Linked DNA regions of Capsicum annuum: region 1 is linked to region 2. The links are chromatin contacts, called in public Hi-C maps. All regions are on one chromosome and are shown on one strand. Each heading gives the region's core, a stretch centred on a gene start, on an enhancer-like site or on the middle of the called end of the contact. The rest is flanking DNA. Distances are from core to core; before and after follow the strand shown.

The links. A called contact is a pair of places that touch in the nucleus more often than the background predicts.
Region 1: a Hi-C map of leaf shows a contact between it and region 2, with 4 times the contacts expected there. The contact joins the promoter of LOC107840975 here to the enhancer-like site in region 2. A contact is called at or near these places in 3 of 5 Hi-C or Micro-C datasets (leaf, pericarp and placenta).

The regions. Positions count from the first base shown.
Region 1 is chr1:161,365,496-161,368,195 of UCD10Xv1.1, forward strand. LOC107840975 reads left to right here and starts at 1,251. Exons shown (of 3, transcript XM_016684947.2): 1 at 1,251-1,625; 2 at 1,723-2,147; 3 at 2,426-2,700. The coding sequence starts at 1,536.
Region 2 is chr1:161,256,912-161,259,611 of UCD10Xv1.1, forward strand. No RefSeq gene overlaps it. Among protein-coding and RNA genes, the nearest start is that of LOC107840978, 67 kb to the left of the region's middle. Within about 2 kb of position 1,375, at least 5 of the 5 cell types and tissues checked have an H3K27ac peak or open chromatin away from gene starts, as enhancers often do. A contact at or near this core is called in leaf and pericarp, where this site is marked.

The DNA of each region.
Region 1 (2,700 bases), core at 1-2,500, 110 kb after region 2:
AGTGTGTCGTAACAACTTTGACCATAGTTCGGGGTGGTACTAAAGGTTTATCTCTTTCATTTATTGTTTGTATTTTCTGCATTGAAATATATTTATAACATTAGTAGTACTTATTATTTTCACTTGTTAAAATAAATATTATAGTTTTGATTATTATTAATAAAACTAATTTTCTTATTATGCGAATTTACTTCATAAAGATCATCATTAGCTTATATATTTCTTACTTTTTTTTCTAGAAGATAATGTTTGTTTTTATGAAAATTTTGTTATATGAATAATGTTTATGTTTTTATGAAAAATTTGTTATATGATTTTTTTTTTAAAATAAAAATATGATGATTTTGAAGAAGTTAAAAAAAAAGAATAAAAAAATTGACGATAAAGGGTAAAACATGAATTTTAAAAAGTCAATCATGATAAAGGGGGAGTATGATTATTATTCAAAGTTGAGGAGAGAGTTTGATTTTTAAAACAAAGTTGGGGAAAGAAAATAATTTTAACCCATATATTTTATGTAATAACTTTTGTTAGGTAAAAAGAAGTTAAATTAAAAAATATTTAAATTTAAACTCCTTACTTAATTCCTAATTAAATATTTTTATCTTACCCAATAGAGTCCGATTAATATAAATTCATGCCCAAAAATACATTGATTTGAGGTTATCGTATCATTTTATTGTTGTTCTTGTTTCTGTTATTAGTTGCTATATTTTTTTTACCGTAATTTTTCATTTTCATATCTACTTTAATTTGATTTACTCGAAATTAGGTTCTTTTAAAAATAGTTTCTCCACTTCCACGTGATAAAAGTAATATCTATAAAATCTCCATATCTATGTACATTCTACTCTCTCTTTTCCTTTTTAATTGTTTTCTTTCATTTTTAGAGTCAAACGATACAAAACTTTGTTCAATATTTAAAAAGTATTTTTTAATCAAATTAAAAAAAATTACTATTTATAGTTCTTTTCACGTAATTTTTGAGTATTAATATTTTAATTTTTAAAAATTAATTTAATTTAAATTTGAAATAAGTCAAATTAGTTTATGAAAAATGAATGCACAATTAAAAAAGACGGAGGGAGCACCTTTTTTTTTTTTCTTCAAAATTTTCATATATGAGGTTAGAACTCCCTTGAAACTCGAGATCTCCCGTTAATGTTTAACTATCCCCTTTGTCCATGGTTATTAATTTGAATTTGTGTTAAGTCAAATGTAATAAATTAAAAGTGAAGGGCAAATTACATTAACTCAGAAATAGGTAGTAGAGGGTAGGGGGTCAGTGAGAGAATATGGGGTGTTGGGTATGTGGTTTGCCAGCGAAGAAGCAGAAGGATCAATACTTTCTCTCTGCTCACCTCAAAGCTGGCACTCTCTATTAAGCTATTAAGCCCCCCCTTTTCCCCCCTCTTCTCTTATTTACATCTCCACTTCCCCTTTCCCCCTCCATTCTCTCTCTCTTCACTTGGAAGAGGGGAAAAATATAATGAGTATTTGACAAGCTTTTATTAAACAAAGAAGTGAGCATTTTAATGGTTGATCATTATACATCAACCATGGCTGCCTCTCCTAATTCTATCTCTTCTGCTGAAAAGAAACATTGGTGGATTAGCAATAGAAAGGTAATCAACGAAAAAAATATTCTCTGTTTTTTCTTCTTTTTTACTTCGTAGCCTAATTTAATGTAAATGATGATTCATCATTTCTTGATTATAACAGATTGTTGATAAATATATAAAAGACGCAAAGTTTCTGATTGCCACACAAGAACATAGCGAGATTGCTTCTGCAGTTAGCCTTCTTGACGCTGCACTTGCTTTATTACCTCGTTTTGAGCTGGCTTTAGAGTTGAAAGCTCGATCTTTGCTTTACCTACGACGATTTAAGGATGTTGCTGATATGCTACAAGACTACATTCCCAGTATGAAAATGTCCTCCGATGAAACATCATCGTCGACATCGTCTTCTGGTTCATCGGAGAATTCGTCGTCGCAGTTTTCGAGGGAGCGAATGAAGCTTCTCTCGTCGGGGAGTGAATCACCGGGTAGAGAGGAGCCCGGGTTCAAGTGCTTTTCGGTTTCCGATTTGAAGAAGAAAGTTATGGCTGGACTGTGCAAGAACTGTGATAAAGAAGGGCAATGGAGGTAATTTTCTTTTTCTTTTTTCTTCTGTTACATTGATTTGGACAATGGCTTCTAAATTACGCGATAACAGCTAGCTTTTGATTTGTTTATTTTCGTTTAAGTCAAATTTGGTTTGTTAGTTTGTGCTTCTTTAATTGCTTTGTACTGACATTTTTGTATTAATAACTCCTTGAAAAATGTGGTAGTATTTATTGTAATTGCTTTGTTCAAGCTTGGGATTTATGGTGAATGAGTTGACTCGGACTCACACACGTTCAACTTTTGTGATTTTATTTCAGGTACTTGGTTCTTGGTCAGGCTTGTTGCCATTTGGGTCTTATGGAAGACGCAATGGTGTTGTTGCAGACGGGTAAACGCATTGCGACGGATGCATTCCGTCGCGAAAGCATTTGCTGGTCGGATGATAGTTTTTCGTTTGCCAAATTTCCAATCTCTGGCGAGCCGAGCACCGGAAATAGCCAGCCTCCGGCTCCTCCTAAGACGGAGTCGGAGAGCATTTCTCAACTGCTCAGCCATATCAAACTCCTGCTCCGTCGAAAAACGGCTGCAATTG
Region 2 (2,700 bases), core at 125-2,624:
ATACTCTTCCCATTAACAAACCACAATCGATCCCCTTTACGACTTCAAGTATTTTAATATGTTCATTATTCAAATGAAGTGTATTAATTAACTAAATCAATAAGGCACATGATATATGACGCATCAATATTCCAATAATAATTCCTTTTTAAAAATTCTTAAGACTTCTCATTACTTAGATTGTTATGAATATATGTATAAAAAAACACTTTGGTCCCATACCCCAAATCTCCCTTTATATAAGTATCTAATAATTATAATACAATAAGTTAAAATTAGTTGGAGTGACTGGTAACCTCATCATATCACATGCCTCTATTCCTCCTACAATTCTCCAGTTGGGCATTAATTGGACCACTTTTCTTATTTGGAACCATATATTGTACAGATTGCTATTTGATAAATAAAAATTTAGTATTATAGAAAAAATATAGTTATATTTTTATAATTTTATAATAAAAAATTGGCAAAAGAAACAAGTTTTGGTTCTTTAGGAATACAAAATTATATTTGAATTATTTTTAGGAAATATTAATTTTTGATGCTCGTTGTGATTCTCCATAGATTAATCAAGTTGTTAGTTAACAAATTAACAAATGTAAGTTGTGGATTGGCGTAACTTGTTTGGCAAGGAATTAGTCAGACCTTGTGATAGCTTATAACTATGGATGTCATCAATTAAAATACGTATTGGGGACTTTTAACTGATTAATAAAATATATAGTACTATATCTATTCAAATTAAAAAGAAGGTGGTTCTTACAACTGTTTGGATAAGTACACACTATCTACCATCTCACAGCTTATACTATTAAATCACGAGAATTATTAGACAGTGAGATTTTTAAAAATAACGACCCCAGTTGATAAAACAACACCACAATGTACAAAAAAAAAAATATATGCAATTTCTCAATTATGAAGCCATCATTTCAAGTTTCTCAAATAAATAATAAATAAAGTAGTAAGTAGCTGGCAAAACATCTAACTTTTTTAAAAAATTTATATGGGTGAACACAAAATGACTCACATGATAGTTAATTTGAAGGTGTCCCAAAAAGTAAACAAAAATGTCTTTCTATTTTCATGCCAAATATTCCTAAATGAAGGACCTCTTTTTGACTTTGGAGGACACATTGTCCGTCTCCTATAAGGTCGTAGGGACATATTAACCCTATCCCTTCAAGGAACATACATTCCTTTTTCTCTCTTTACAAAATAAGAACAATTTTTTGGCTAATATGGATGGGACTGGGAACTGGGAAGTCCCACATGCATATATAGAAAATGCCAAATAAATACTCCTATATACTAGCAAAGCTCAAAGTTATCAGACATTCAGAGGGAGGATACACAATTTCACCACAAAATTACATTCCAAATGACGCAGAGGAGCTTGTTTTGTGCATTGGTATGTTTGGTTAACGATCATAGACCGTATTTTTCAATCTAAGACACCGTTTTTTAAAAGAATGACCTAAACAAAGGTAACCTTTGCCTTAAGAAAACGACGCCTTTCATGAGACAAAAGCTAAAATTTAACGGGGGGAGGAAGGACATGGCCTTTTCAAGTCCTATAAATACATTTTTGCAGTGTGGCGTTTGTTTATCTTTTCAGACCACCTTTTCGAGTGTTGCTACTCCTAAACCAACATATGTAAAAAGTAGTTTGTATTATACATGATATCAAGTTAACTTGATCTACAATTAATCAATAACTAGTAGGAGTAACTCTTTGTAGCAATTTATAAAATAGAGTAATAATCCATTTTAACTGACCGATTGATTAAATAATTCCGTTAAAACAAAGTGATGTGTTAGTAGTACTAAATGTTGTTAGGTTAGTTCACATGTTTTGGTTCTAAGGCTTCTATCTCAATTATGTAATTGGATAAGCAGAACTACAAAGAGTAAAGCGACAATCCACTAGGGGGTTTGTATTCAAATTGCAACCATTAATTACTTCAAACAGAAATGGACCCCTGTTTTAGACAACAGTAACCAGGAATTAAACTCGTAATGTTAAACTTGTGTTCAGTATTATGAACTCCATTATATTTTAATGGGGCACTGAGCTGGTAGCTAGGATCGACGGTTTCTTCTGAACCTCCTTCTATAAAAAGTTATACTATTTATATGTGATTGAACTTATATAACTATATAATAGATATTGAGTTTTTTTTTATTTTTTCATATATTTACCTATTCATATTTAAAATTTTTTTGATGAAACTTCAGACTCAGGACCCTCATAGTATATAAGCATAGGGTGAAGGGTTGTACTAGTGAGTAGCGACATGAAGTAATAATTGAGCTAATCATATGCATAGCTGTAGGCCTATGGTCCTGCTACTTTTTGTTTTATGGTGCTAACTCCTTGGATGAGCTGGAGGTCTAGGGTGGGTCTGCTTATGTGAACTACGACACGTTGGAGCAACTTCCAAGCATTTACTGATGTGGCAACACAAGTAGGCGTTTGGTCATGAAATTTATTTACTTTTTTAAAAAAAAAATTATTTTACTTTAATAAAAATAGTGGTATTTGACCATAAAAATTATTTTATTTTAATGAAAATTATTTTTGAAAAAGTGAAAACAAGTTTTACTTGTTTTTTTACTTTTCCCACTCCTATTTCTCACACAAAATTTCAAAAAGAACTCTAATTTATAATCACGGCCAAACACAACAATAACTTCAAC